Regions from separate parts of the Mus musculus genome. Here region 2 is linked to region 1. A link is a contact called in public HiChIP or PLAC-seq data. All regions are on one chromosome and are shown on one strand. The core of a region is the stretch at or near the end of the contact, and the rest is flanking DNA. Distances in the headings are between cores, read along the strand shown. Region 1 holds the start of 2310003N18Rik (RIKEN cDNA 2310003N18 gene). Region 2 has its middle 4.5 kb from the start of Gm39336.

The links. HiChIP or PLAC-seq counts read pairs in DNA pulled down with a chosen protein or histone mark.
Region 2: an H3K27ac HiChIP or PLAC-seq map of neural progenitor cells shows a contact between it and region 1, with 2.8 times the contacts expected there. The contact joins the enhancer-like site here to the promoter of 2310003N18Rik in region 1. A contact is called at or near these places in 5 of 484 Hi-C or Micro-C datasets (cranial neural crest, embryonic stem cells, gonadal supporting cells and 2 more) and 1 of 115 datasets of contacts at active chromatin or transcription factors (neural progenitor cells).

What each region holds. Positions count from the first base shown.
Region 1 is chr9:50,228,926-50,236,547 of GRCm38.p6, forward strand. 2310003N18Rik (RIKEN cDNA 2310003N18 gene) reads right to left here and starts at 4,257. Exons shown (of 2, transcript NR_131161.1): 1 at 4,130-4,257; 2 at 3,598-3,927. It overlaps Gm40519 (a long non-coding RNA gene), which reads right to left. Exons shown (of 3, transcript XR_870728.1): 3 at 4,606-4,866.
Region 2 is chr9:50,302,540-50,310,161 of GRCm38.p6, forward strand. No RefSeq gene overlaps it. Among named protein-coding and RNA genes, the nearest start is that of Gm39336, 4.5 kb to the left of the region's middle. Within about 2 kb of position 3,757, at least 59 of the 459 cell types and tissues checked have an H3K27ac peak or open chromatin away from gene starts, as enhancers often do. A contact at or near this core is called in neural progenitor cells, where this site is marked.

The DNA.
Region 1 (7,622 bases), core at 3,007-5,506:
GATAATTCTCCATGAGCAAGCTCAGAGGAATGCCTCTAGGTGATTCTATAGTCTGAATTGACAAGTCTAACCGTCACACTGAGCCATTCACTCTAGCCCCTGCCATGAATGTCTTTCCTCTTGTGGCTAACTGGACCCACCCTCTTTAAAAGGCATTGTGTGTACATCTGTTGATTGTGTAAAATGATCTAGTTTGCCTAGTGATATCCTCACCCTGTACTTCATATGGGTTACTACATCATTCCTGCAGAATCTATTGTTCTGAAAGACATATGCTCCATCTTACCACACTCAGATGAACTCTGGGAAGCTCTGTTTGTCTGACCTGGCTTTTTCCTGGTCTGAGAAGAGGATACAGAACAGAGAGAAGTATCCAGAATGGTCACTGCATGATCTCAGGCCACATCAACACCTACATTCATCTGTGTGTGATGTGTTGTAAGCTGGCAGCCAACTGCTAGCCCCAGGTAAGGGCTGGCTTGCAGCCTGAGAAGCTGCAGCAGACAGTCTTCATGGCATCATCTTTTCCTCTCCAGAAAGTTCTACCCAGAGGACCTCTCAGAGTTTCTCCAGATCATCACAGCCTTGGGAAAGTGATCTCAGGATATGGCCCTTGGATGCAGCGAGACAGGGGGAGAGGTTTGTTATTCCAACCTCCTCATGGCTGATCTGATCAAATCACCCCAAGGCTTCCCTCCCTAGCCCTCTGCAGGGCATCTCCAGTGCAGAATGCCCTTAGGAAGCCTCTCACAAAGGCCATTTGTTTCCTCCTTGTCTGCTGAAGATGAGAACTAGTTTCTGGATACCTAGTTTTTCCACACAACATTGCAGGAAAAACTGATTAGGGGCACACATGGGCTTGAGCTTGGGCTTGTTGGTGGTGTTATTTTTGTTTCTGCTTTGCGAAGAAGAAGAAGAAGAAGAAGAAGAAGAAGAAGAAGAAGAAGAAGAAGAAGAAGAAGAAGAAGAAGAAGAAGAAGAAGAAGAAGAAGAAGAAGAAGAAACAGTTCCATTGCTGTTCCTTCAAAAATCTTGAAGAAATGAAGGAAAGAAGAGGCACCGGGACCTCCCTGGAAAGGATCCATAATGGTTTGCAAAGGGCAGATGGGTAAAACGAGGCTGGCCAGCTTCCATGTTCCCTCCCCTAATCTCTACCCCTAACAAGGCATCCTTCTTTTCCCTCCCCCATCCTTTTCTCCTCAAACATTTTCTCTCTGTTTTTTCTCTGAGTGGTGGAATTGAAAAGTGTAACCATGGGACCCTGAGCGAGCTGGCTACCTCCCAGAACCTGCTTTCTTCCCCTCCATTACAGACCACCAAGCTGACATTGTTCCTCAAGCCCTGGTGCTTCCCTGTCCCGCCTTTTCGCCTTTGCCCTCTGGACAAAAAGCTCTGTGGGTTTACACTGGGATATGCAGAACTGAGCACAGCAAAACTGGCCTCTGAGACCTAGGCAATTTTGCAGGCAAGGACCCCTTTTATTAAGGACACCGCCACCACATTTGAGCCTGGAGAGAGTTCCAAAAAGTCAGAGTTCCTATCGATTGAATGCTTGCTACTTTCAGACCTTGGTAAATGTGGAAGTTGTATTCTGTAGTGTTTCCATGAATGCTGAATTAGCAAATGAGTGATGGCTCCCAGGGGAAATTCAAGTTAGGATCCCGTGAGCCTCTGTTCACATCACTTTTCCCGTGAATTGATCAATACACACTGTCATAGGATCTGTGGGAGTGAGACAGGGATGACAAAGGGGACTTTCTGAGAAACATTACCTTGGCTTGTGACTGGGTTCCTTTAGCATTCTCAAAAATGACCTAGGGAGAGATCACAACTGCTTTATGGTAGCTGGCCTCCCCAGTCCCAGAAGCAGCTCTACATAGAAGCTGTGCTGCCCGGGGCCAGCTGTTTGACTCATACTGGTCAAGACAGTGTAAACCCTGTTCCTGGCTTGCCTGGCCCTACAAGAATTGGTACCTAATTACCTTGCCAAACTCATCTCATCCCTCTTCCCTCCAGACTTCCCACCCTCATGGGGAGCTGATTTCATATCCATTAATAAGCCAGGCGTTCTCTTCTGTATCTGAGGGCGCTTCCTTTCCCTCAGCTTCCTGTATTCATTAGTTCAGACACCATTACAAAATCAACTAGGTGAGCTGTAAAACCAAACTCATGTTTCTCACAGTTGCCTCGATGGCTGGAAAGTTCTGGACTGAAATGTTCCCGAAGAAAAGCCTGCTGGGAACTGGTTCTTAGTTTTTGCAAAGCTTCTTGCTGGGTGCTTCCATGAAGAAGGACTTCTTAAGTCCTCAAGGCCTCTTTCACAAAGACTCTTGTGTAAGAGGGCTCTATGATTGTGGCTTCATACCTGTTGTAAAGTCCTCACCTTCAAGTTTAACATATAGACCTGAGGAGACAGTCAGCTGGTGACATCTCCTCTCCCATAGACAACTCCCACTTCAATGCTTTAGCTTAGATGTCTCCTTTCTCCAACTGGGGGTTCATGACTTCTCTCTGTCTCCCATAGTGACTCCTCAGTGGGTTCTTTCAAACTACATTGTAAGTGTAAAATCATTGTCTTCTCCACTCAGCTACACTCACTAGAGGTTAGAGATCATCTAACTCACCTCTCACTCCTGTTTTTAACACACCTTGGTATATTCTAAATACTTAGCAGAAGTCTACTGAGTGTAAAGTTGAAGCTTCCCTAAGACATCATGTTGAGCAAATGAAAGGTCTTCAGGTCATCAGAAAACTGTGTCTTCAAACAGGGGGAATGAGATCCTAGATGGTCACCTCCCCGGTTTCTTGCTATCATGGCCAGTGGCTGAGCACTTTCCCTGTTGCCCACCCCTACTATAAAGTGCTGCTTCACCGTAGGTCCTTACAACCGAAGGCTAATAAGTCATAGAGAAGCACCTCCAAAAAAAGAAAAGAAAAAGAAAATCTATGAACCAAGATAAATCTTTCATTTCTGTAAGGTGTTATAGTGTTAGAAAGCTGAACAACACACCAACAACCCTTCTCTCTGTTTATCTCCTTTCAGATTCCTTCTGCTCTTCGAGCCCCAGATGTCTAGACTCTCCTCCTTCCTTGAGCACCGTCCTGCAGAGGGTGAAAAGGTTACCTTGGGGTCTCAGCATTTTGGCATTCAAGTTTTCTTTTTCTCCGAAGTTATGAGCACCAGACTGGATCATCTAAGGACGATGAGCTGTGTAACGTAGGGAGGGGCAGCCACTGTGTCAGCTCAGAGTTTATTTGTTGGTTGGTGAGACCTGACATATCTCTACATGTCAGAGAATCTTCTATCTTTGATTAAGACTAAGCCCTAGAGAGCAAAAGTGAATTCAAACCTCAGGTGTGGGGACCACCAGATCCTGGAGAGGTTGCTTAGCAACAGGGCCTTGAGGCTAGGCTTTGGTTCAAATGCCAGTTCTGCTGCCTATGGACTAAGCATGGGTGGAGACGTGTGCATCCTCTTTAACTCAACTCTCTCAACTGTAAAACACAGGTAATAACAGCTCCTATTTCCTGGAGTTCTCATGAGGATTACTTGGATAATTTATGTAAAGCCTCTGTACAATGCCTGACACACCACATGGTATTCAATAAATGTCAGCTTTATTTTTGGAAACCTGTATTAGGTATCCAGCAGGCCAGACTCCAAGCAAGCAAGGATCTATATGAATGAGCCACATCTTACTTGGAACACCAGGCAGAAAGTGGTTTTAAAAGAGATGACATTAACGAATTAAGACCTACATTCAGACTCCCTCAACTGTCTTCGAGGCAACTCACTCCTCAGACTCCTTCGAGGCAAACGATTAGTGGCCAGCATTTTTCTTCAGACATTAGAGAAGATGTATTCTGGATACCTTGTTAGTTGAGCCTCAGAATCCAGAGATGAAGGGGCCAGGGCATCAACTGTTCCTGGAGATACAGATAAGAAAAACATCAGTCACTGTCCCTTCCAAGTCCTGGCAGACCCGACAACCCCCACAGCTCTACAAGGAACTAGCATTCCCCACTGAGCCTTGTCTCTGAAGACTTCACTTCCTCCATAATGTCCCTCTGAGGACACAATTCCAGCATTAAATCTCTTCAGCACCATCCCTGTATGCTGGCTTCTTGCCTGCAGGTCCAGGCGAGACAAGAGTGGTCCTGGTCCCTCCAGGGTCTCTCCGAGGCTGAACAGGATGGTGAGTGTTGATGGCTCAAAAGAAACACACCAAGCCAGGAGTCTTGTCAAAGCAGGTACTCAACTTTATAGCATCAGCCTCTCGCTTATATAAGTTCTGAACATAGGGAGGGAGATTTTGGGTGGGGTAAGATGACATAGGAGCCAGGGAAGGGTGATGGAGGGTATGGAGTGACTCACAGGGCCAATGGCAAAGCTCTACATCAGCAAGGCGGGGCAGAGGCATGGCAAACAGGTCTTGCTGAGTCACTTCCATATCAGGGAAGTGACTGAGGCCCAAACCAGGGCCAAAATGGGTCCCAACACCTGTAGGAAATGAAAAACCCTTCTTTGTGAAAGTGCTGATGTAGCCAGCAGCTGTCAATTTGTCTGTCTGCTTGGCACCTCCTGAAGTGGCAGGACCCTCCAAACCTCATCTCTATACTATAGATTTTTTTCCTCCTGTACCAGAAACACAAGCAGCCAGTTATCTTGCCTCCTTTGTAGCTACAATGAAAGCAGGTGGCGGAGGGGCTGCAGATGACAGGGTGGTGTTGCCGACCAGATGTGGCATTGGTTCTGAAGGCAGCAGCAGTGGTGATGATCAGGTTCCTGGCAGTGACATGAATTGTGGCATCCAGCTGGCAGTGGCAGCGGCCACAGCAGTGTTCTCATTAGGTCAGTCCTGCAGCCTGTAAGGGGACATTAGTATGAATGCATAGCCTCCAGGCTGTTTCTCCAGGATCTGCTGGAGCCGTGAGACAGCCGGCCTTCCACCGGTGTTATGAGACAACCAGCTTTCTTTCAGTAACCGTTCAAGCTCAGTTTCCTAGAATCTACCTCTGATGCCCATCGCTAGGAATCTAGATTCTTGCAGTTGAGGATGACAAAGTGACTATTTCAAAGTCAAGTCTGACTGAAATTTCTCTTGCTCAATGAATCTTTACAGAGTCTTTTAATTCCTTTGTCCAGGCCCTGATGGGTAGGTGGAAGAATCTCCAATGAGTTTTTTTGTTTTTGTTTTTGTTTTAAGACAGTCAGAAAAGGTAATGGTCCTGAAAGACCTGCTCAAAATGGCAGACAACCTGCTCCACGTCTGTGCTGTGAAGTGGCTTTTGCTGAAAGAGGTCTCAGCTTCCTTTACTTGGAAGATTCCCAAGGGATGCTGAGACCAAAGGCCTTCCTCAGGCAGTGAACGCCAAGCAAAGGGACTTGGATCTACAGCAGTGGTTCTCAGCCTTCCTAATGCTTCACCCATTTAATACAGTTCCTCATGGTGTGATAAACCCCAACCCCAAAATTATTTTCATTGCAACTTCATAACTAATTTTGCTACTGTAATGAATTATAATGTAAATAACTGATATTTCCTTTCCGATGGTCTTAGGCAAGCCGTTAAAAGGTCATTCAATTTCCCACAGGGGTCATGATCCATAGGTTGACAGCCACTGGTATGAGCTTCAGAGCCAAACAAGGCAGGAGCACTGTAGGTGGACCGAGAGCAGGCTGGATGCTCCAGACTGAACTCGTGGCCAGGGCTTGAGAGCAACCACTGCTTAAAGGGCACTGGCACCTCCATCAGAAACACTGGCATGATGCCTGGCTGTACACACACAAATTACCCTTCCCAGACTCCCGGGTAGCTAAAGAAGGAAGACATGGCAGGCCTTGAGAGCCATGCTGGGCCTGGCTTACAAGCTCCCTGCTAAGGACATTCCTGTTTCCGGAAACCCTATGAATTGTCTCAGAGGCAGCTGGTGTCTGGCTGAAGAACAGAGCAGATACGCAAGCACAGCGGCTAGAATGTGAGCTGCAAGCTGGAGTTCCATGAGGCACATCTGCAGATTCTGCTCAGCTGGGGTAAGATAACCAGCCATGACCAGTACGAACCAAAGCCAAGGAAAGAGGATGGTGGGAAGGAGAGATAGAGAGAGACAGACAACGTAAGCCACACACATCTTCTTTTATTTTTCATGTATGCATATCCACATCTATGTGTATGTGGGTTTGCATGTGTACCTGTATGCATATGTGCAGAGGCCAGAAGTCAACCTCAGTTATCATTGTTCCTGAAGTATTTTTCATTTTGTTATTGGTGGCGGGGGGGGGGGGTTGTTTGTTTGTTTGTTTGTATTTGTTTTGGAACACTGGCCTGGAACTCACAGAAGAAGACAGGCTGGGGGGCCAGGGAAGCTGGGAGTCTGCCTGTCTCCACCCCAGAGCTGAGATTTATATTCACATGCCACCACACCTGACTTGTTTGTTTGTTTGTTTGTTTGTTTGAGACTTTATCCACTAAGCTATGTCTCCTGCTCCAAGCCATCCATACCTATTTATTCAGGTCACAAGAATGTGAGTTTCTGCTCAGGTTAGCCTGGCATCCCCACGGTATCACGGATTGCCATGACAGTCACTTGGCATGTTTGGTATTTTCTATATGTTCTTGTTGATTTCAGTAGAAATCGAGCTATTGCTTTTCAGAAGCTGAGTCATTCACTCCCCTTCTGGCTTGAGAGGTGTTCCTTCTGTATGTGTCACTTTGGAGCACCTCGCTACAGAGCCTGTGGAATCCGAACAGCCACTGGAGCTCAGCCATCATCATGCATTGCATCAGAGGCTCACAGAGAAGTGTCGACAAAAGTCCGTAGACAACTTCAGTGTTTCATTCCATATACACTTCCGCAAAGGAGATGCTGACTTCTTTCTACCCTCTGACCCTTGCCTTTGACCCTAGGGACCTCAGATCTCCAGGGCTACCTCAGAAGATGGGAACTGGCTGAATTCCCACTCTGAGCTGGCATTATAGTTGAATAAAATGAGGCCCTGCTTTCTGTTTTCCTGGTCCCTGCCCAAACAGGGTTGTCCATATTTTAAGCCCACTCCCTGCATCCCATCCTTGGGATGCTGGCACTGACCCCCAGGCCTTGCCCCAGCAACAATCACCTCTTTGTTCCCCAGGGGTATGGAAAGTTCTCAGTCCCTGACAGCCTCATTCATTTGGCTCTTAATTAGACACAGAACCCCACAGCGCTTCATCTTCCACTGTGATCTCTCACAAGCTCCTAGGGGCCTCCCCTGGCTCCCTGCTGAGTCACATGATCAGAAGGAAGTCATCAGGCCCTGTCTGCTGCCAGGACCCACTCTCCAGCCTCATAGCTCCCAGCCCAGGAAGGAAGCTTTATCTGGAGGTAGCTGTCCAGATATTTTTTTGCTGATATTAAGCTAAACTGGCTTAATATTACCTTGAATTCCACCCCACTTCCCTTCTGTCTTCTCATGGAGGTGGTTCAATTCCATGGTCACAGGATCTGCCCTGATTTTATGTGGAAACATCATTTTATCCTTTGCAAAATACATAAATTAGGAAACATCAGAAGAACTCATTTCCTTTCCTGTTCTCTGTGGGCTTCAGAGCCAGGGTGTTCTCCTCACACTTTCCTGGGTCATT
Region 2 (7,622 bases), core at 2,507-5,006, 73 kb after region 1:
CCCAAGCAAGAGTACTGGAATTCAGAGCCCCAGTCACACACATAAAGGTCTTCCTGTAACCCTGGTGAACAGGAAGTGGAGATAAGGGAGCCCCAAAGCAAGCTGTCTAACTAGAATAGTTGGTTCAGCAAGCTCTGGGTTCAAGTATAAGATGCTACCTTGATATATGAGACAGCAAGCAATTGAGGAAAACAACCAACATCAACCTCTGGCTTGCACACACCTCATGAAAACACACACTTAGCATACCAAAACAAAAGTTAACAAAGATGTGACTTGGCTTAAGGGCTTGTTTCTCACAAATGGAATTGGGTGGGCTCTTGAAGGGACTTGACCTAGATAGTGTTCTAGTTGGCTTTCTACTATGAAAAGAACACCATGACTAAGTTGAATTTGAGGAGAGAAGAGTTAAGTTGGCTTTTACTTCCACATCCCAGTGTATCATCTGAGGAAATAGGGGCTGGAACTCAAGGCAGGAACCTGGAGGTTGGACTAGAAACAAAAGCCATGAAGGACACTGCCCATTTGCTGCTCCCCATGGCTTACTCAGCTTGCTTTATACAATCCAAGCCCATTCCCTAGAAGTGGCACTACCCATGGGGCCATGAGCTATGCACAGACAGCCTGGTCCCAGTCGAGCACAGGCCTGGAACCCTGGTGACCCTAACAGACCAGAGATGGTTTATTATTTCAAGCAACTACAGTATCCAGTGTCTCCTTATTTTATACCATTCTTGCAAGTCCCCAAATCTACTGAACAAGATGAAGTGAGCACTAAGTCATAAGGACACAGCGTGGGTGATGTTCTAGGATAGGAGCTCAGAGCTTAGGAAACCCAAATATTTCTTAAGGGTTACAAAGTATAATTGACATTTGCGCAGAAAGAGACACAATCCATATCTTCTAGGATGTTCACCATACAAACATCTTGAGAAAGCAGTCAAGAACAACGAGAAATCATTCTCGCCTGCTACATGTGCAGAACTGTGTGAGACCTGTGAAGAAGTAGCTCCTGGGAACAAGCAGCCCTAGCATTCTTTGCTGGAGCCCATGACCTGTTCAGAGTATCAGAGTCTCTCGGGGGTTCCCTTCCTAATTCCCTCAGAACTAGTATTCTGTCCATGAACCCTAACTCTGCATCTGGGATCTACTTCCTTGATGGCCAACCACTTATAAACACTCCCTGAATCCCAACAATTGCTGGGGTTGCCCAGTTTATCTAAAAACTGTGACTTAAGGCCAAGCTTCTCTGGTCCAGGACATGAAAATGCAGCAAAGTGGGCCTCAGGCTACAAGCTAGGAGTTGGAGAAGATAGGAATAGCAACGCCCAGCAGAAAGGGGCAGCGCCATCCCTAAGCATGTGGCCCTGGGCCATAAAAGAATACTGGCTGACCATGAGCCTGAGAGCAAGCCAGCAAGTGGCATTCTCCGTGGTTTCTGCTCCCGGTCCTGCCATGGCTTCCCTCAGTGGAAGACTGACCTTCAAGCATAAGCTGAAGTAAACCCTTCCCACCCCTAAGTTACTCTTGGCTAAAGTGTTTTATCACATCAACACAATGAAACTAGAACAGCGTGCTTACATTTACGGACTGCTGCTTTGAGCTGTGGTCTCCCTTTCCAGCTATGGGTAGTTAAGACAGATTGTTGGACATGCCTAGAATGGCCCTTGGGAAGGAGCCAGGGATGGGGGTGGGGTGATCTGTAAATATGCTTTTCCAACGTATCCCCACTGGTAGCTGCTGCTGCTGCTGCTGTGGTCCAAACTTTGTAAATCTACAGCTTCTGGGCTGGGACTGACAACCAGGTTGAGGGCTGAACGATGAAGCTTCCAGAAGAAAGGTTTTGAAGAATATGAAAGTATTCTCAGGCTTTTTAATCTGGAAACAGGAAACTTTTCAAAAAATGACTCAGGCATTGCCTGTGGGTCAGAGAGGGTGATGTGTGAGGGCCCACTGAGACAAGGCATTGGATTTACTCACATTGGCTGCCCATTATCCCTGATGTCATGCCTCCTGGTTAAACATGTCTGTAGCTGGCTCTACTCCCTGGCCTTTATCCTGTCCCACAGGTAGATCTAGATGAAGATTTTGTTCTCCCTAGCCTGCCTGGTTCAGACAAGTAGCCATGCTACTCACTGCCTACCCCACTGTCATAGTTAGGGCTTCTGTTGCTGCGATGAAAACATCATGACCAAAAAGCACATTGAGGAGGAAAGGGTTAATACACTTCTAGATCATAGTCCATCATTGGAGAAAGTCAGGACAGGAATTCAAGCAGGGCAAGAATCTGGAGGCAAGAGCGGATGCAGAGGCCATGGGAGGCTGCTGCTTGCTCCCCATAGCTTCCACAGCCTGCTTACTTATAGAACTGAGGCCCACCAGCCCAGGGATGGCACCATCCACAGTGGACTGGGCCCTGCCCTATTGCTCACTAACTGAGAAAATGCCTTACAGCTGGATCTCGTGGAGGGGGTTCCTCAACTGAGGCTCCTTCCTCTCCGGTGATTCTAGCTTATGTCAGGTTGACATACAAAACCAGCTAATATACCCATCATAATCATTTAAGTTCTAAGTTAGTTCTCCTTGCTTGCCTCTTTCACTGAAGAGGCCAAGGCCCTCGAAAGCTACAATGTCTGAGTTTCCTTGTGGGTGGCTCAAATTCCATTTGGTCACTGGGAAACACCAGGATGAGTTCCAGCTGTTTCTTTAATGCTGTGTTAGTTTCTTTTTTTGTTGTTGTTGTTGTGACTAAACGCCCAAAAGAAGTAATGTAAGAGAAAGGGGATTTATCCTGCCTCCTGGTGGTCAGGGAATAAGAATATCATGGCACATAAGATATATATATATATATATATATATATATATATATATATATATATATATGTAATATATTATATGTATAATATATAATGTATATAATAAGAATATCTTGGCAGCAGGAAGAGGAGGCAACTGGGCATTGTCAGCAGTCAGGAAGCTGAGATACGGATGCTGATGTTCTTCTTGCTTTTTTCCTCTTCACTCTGGACCCCAGCCCGAGTAAACAGTGTGACCTGCATTAAGGAAGTAGGCTTGCTAAGTAATCTGTCTTTTAGGTGATTCTAGTTGCTGTCATTTGTGTCAGCAAGTAATACTATCACACACTCCTCTCTCCCCGGAGTGGCATCTCTTACAATGCAATCATGTGTCACCTAAAGACAAAGATATGTCTGAGAAGTGCATCATTTTGGTGAGCAAACATCATAGGATGCACTCATGCAAATGCGGATGGTATAGCTCAGGACACAGCTAGGCTAAATGGTATAGTCATCATAAAAGTGGCCGGTTGTTGACTAAACCACTGTTGCACAGTGTGCTTCCCTGTCTAAGTGACCCCTGCTCCATGATTCCAGGTTTATAATTGGAAAATCATTTCTGTAAAACTCTCCCTCAGGGTGGTAGTAGCTTCCTGCTGCCGTGATTTCAAGAGGCATCACTGTCCTTAATTCATTCCATTGATCCAGAGGAAAAAGCTCACTGCGGCTTCTGGTGCATCCACCCTGAACTCCACCCACTCCACAGAGTGAAGTGGGCACAGCAGTGGAGGCGGAGCCACCGCAGACCTCATCTGCCAAGCACTGAATGGCTGTTTTCTCTAGGAAGCTTCCCGCAGGAGAACACAGGCTTTTCTGATAAAGCCAAACAACAAGACAGAATGGCTGCCCCTGTGAGCAAATGTGCTCCTGAGGCCCGAGTCTAGTCAGGAGGTTGGTACCAGCAGCCCTCCAGAGTCTGGTGATGTTGCCATGGTAGCAGAAGGGTCACTGCTTAGCAACAGGCCAGAGCTGCGGGAAGTTGCTAAGGTATTTTCACATGTGTTAAAGCAAATGGATGTTTATGGCAGTCTTGAGTGTAAATACACCGTGGGGGGAGAAGAGAAAGCATACACACACAGGCCACCCAGCGACGTGAAGGGCTGCATTCCCCTGATACCCCGGGCCCAAAGAAGATGCCTTTTCTCTGGAGGAGGCTGTAGAAGACCTGGCGAAGCACATCTATCATCCTCCCTAAAACAGTTGACTTCCAATTGACCCTGTCATAAAAGCATCACCATCACTTAATTATCACTGTGGTCTCCTAAATGGATTTTGAGCATCTCAGTGACATGGTAATCAAATGCTAGTACTGCTGAGGCCCAACACACAGCCCCTCCGTCCCTCTCTTTCTCCATCACTTGGTACACATCATGTCACTTCTCTGTGCCTCAATGTCTTATCACACCTTTCATAGTTTTTGTGAGAATTAAGTTATTCCATGGCAGCATGACATAGGTATACCACATATAATGCATAATCTGTTCAAGATAATGTTCTTAGCAGCCAATAAAATTATGAGTGCCTGGCCCTATAGAAGTAACAACATAAAAATTATCAAAAGCTAGAGCATGTCTATTTCATTGCCAGCGTATCAAAGGAAAGGGCCTAAGTCCTCGGTTGGCCAGTCAACGTACCCCAAATCTGACTTCAGACTGAGTTGCCTACTTAGGGGCAGTTTTGAGGATTAAAGCAATTCATGTAGAAATGCAGCATAATGTCTGCCCTACAATAAAGATTCAGTAAAGGTTCCCCTCACTACAAAAAAAAAAAAAAAAAAAAAAAAAAAAAAAAAAAAGCTAGTATTGTTCCTTCCAGAAATCAGAGCTATGTAGGACTGAGTTCCAGCCCTGAACACATGCATGCACCCTACCAGACTTACACACATCTGTGTCTTCTTCACCCTGCCTTGACCAACACTTACTTCCTCTACCTTCCCACCAGTCTCATGTCTGCATGATCTTCAAAGCCATGCATAGGTCTACCCTTGCCTGAAAACTCCCTGACCTAGCTAATTTTGGCTATCCACTTCACACAAGCTGGAGTTATCACAGAGAAAGGAGGCTCCCTTCAGGGAATGCCTCCATGGGACCCAGCTGTAAGGTATTTTCTCAATTAGTGATCAAGGGTGGAAGGGCCCATTATGGGTGGTGCCATCCCTGGACTGGTAGTTGAAGTGTGGACACTATGCCCCTCCTTAGATTTGGGAACAAAACACCCATGGAAGGAGTTACAGAGACAAAGTTTGGAGCTGAGATGAAAGGATGGACCATGTAGAGACTGCCATATCCAGGGATCCACCCCATAATCAGCATCCAAACGCTGACACCATTGCATACACTAGCAAGATTTTATTGAAAGGACCCAGATGTAGCTGTCTCTTGTGAGACTATGCCGGGGCCTAGCAAACACAGAAGTGGATGCTCACAGTCAGCTAATGGATGGATCATAGGGCTCCCAATGGAGGAGCTAGAGAAAGTACCCAAGGAGCTAAAGGGATCTGCAACCCTATAGGTGGAACAACATTATGAACTAACCAGTACCCCGGAGCTCTTGACTCTAGCTGCATATGTATCAAAAGATGGCCTAGTCGGCCATCACTGGAAAGAGAGGCCCATTGGACTTGCAAACTTTATATGCCCCAGTACAGGGGAACACCAGGGCCAAAAAGGGGGAGTGGGTGGGCAGGGGAGTGGGGGTGGGTGAATATGGGGGACTTTTGGTATAGCATTGGAAATGTAAATGAGTTAAATACCTAATAAAAAATGGAAAAAAAAAAAAAAAGAAAGAAAGCTGAGTAAGCCAGAGGAAGCTAGCCAGTAAGCAGCACCCCTCTGTAGCCTCTGTATCAGCTCCTGCCTCCAGGTTCCTGCCCTGTGCGAGTTCCTGTCCTGACTTCATTTGGTGATGAACAGCAATGTGGAAGAGTAAGCTGAATAAACCCTTTCCTCCCCAACTTGCTTCTTGTTCATGATGTTTTGTGCAGGAATAGAAACCCTGACTAAGACATCCCCTGACTACTCTAGGCTGTGGTCATCTCTCTACCTTGAATCCCTCCAGGATTTCCAGTGTTCACTGCTGGGTTTGTCCTATGCTTTCAGGGGGTTCACAGTTTGATTTAGTTGAATTTGTAAATCACGTGGCAAGTTCTCCTTTGTAGATAGTTCTTGAGCATGTTTTCATACCTGCTGACCTTCATCTGTCTAGGACTCTTTATCACTTGCTGTCTGTCTCTACTGTTGCTTACTGTGACCAGTTCTCATGGAATCTACCCCCCTGTTACCCGTTCCCAAGAATACTATGTGTGAAAGACCATAGGATCAACTAGTCGTGTCATGATGCCTGTGACCCCGAATCTGGAAAAATGACAAGATAAATTCAGCAGTTTAGTGAGTACCTAGAAAGGCTCTCTCCTGAGCCAGCGTTTACATATGTTGCTGGTGGCTAGTAGAGCAGTCACCATGTTGGTAGATGGTGAGAAGGAAGGATTACTTCTAGAACTCAGCAGAATCTACCTGAGTGCTTGAAGCCCAGGGGGGAAAAATCATAAAGGACAAGTGTCAAAGCCACAGGATGTAGCAATTAAGGATCAATAAATTTCTTGGCTATGTGCAATGGTTGGTGCCAATTGTCCAAATTGTAGTGTGAAATCACCTAGGAAACAAGCCTGCTGGCACACCTGTGAAGGATTCCTTAGCCCCTGGGCATGTTTATGAAGGACTATGTTGAAGCGATTAATTGAGGTAGGAAGACTCATCCTAAAAGTGGGCGGCACCATTCCCTAGGCTGAGATGCTGCGCTGTATAAAAAGGAGAGAGGGCTGAGCACCAGCAGCTTCCTGAGTATGGCTTCAGTGTGATGAACTGAGTCTAGCCTTGACTTCTCTACTATAACCGACTACAGCCTTGAACTGTGAACTGCAATAAGCCCTTCTTCCCTTAAGGTGCTGTTGTCACTGTATTTTATCATAGCAACAGGGGTACGGAAAGCCTGTTAGAAATGTGGTATCTTGGTCCTTTCTGCAGATCACTGAATCACACCAGGCACCTTCACTGATCTGAGTAATTAAGATGTGTGCTGACATTAGGTGGCAGGCCCACTAAGTCAGCCACCTAGTTCAGCTGGAAGTGAGAGAAATCCATAATGAGTAATGGGGTGGGGGAAAGTGGTGAATGTGAGTTATGGCCACACTCCAGTACAGGGTGAGAAATGTAGCTTCCTTCACTCACTCTGCTCCAAGAGAGTGCAGCTGCTTATTGTCTTGGCGGAGAATGGTTGATTGACGGCTGGTGGAAATTAGAAATGGCACCGATGCTCCGTAAAGCAGACTAACAGTTTCACCAAATGGCAAACATGGAATTGCCACTTCTAGATACCTAGGCAGAAGAAATGAACACAAACTTCTCCAGGACTGCTCACAGTAGCCTTTTCCATAACAACTTAAAGATAGAGGGGGGAAAAATCCATCAAGTAATGGATTAAAAAAAAAAACCACCCCTGTCACACGGGGTGTCTCCTTCAGAGTAAAGGAAATTACACAGGCTAGATTTTTCTTTCAAGGGAAAGATGGTAATAGAGGAATGAACAGAAGCTAGAGGTGAGAAAGGAAGCTGTAGATACTAGGGCAAGGGTAAGAAGTTTCTGCTGGAAGATTAGAACTTTCTCCTTCCCTTTCCACACATTTCAGGTGGGAAGTCACCAAAGATCTAAGATGAGCATCCTAAGGGAAACACAGACTGGAAGATTCCTTCACTGAGCAAGAAAGGGACG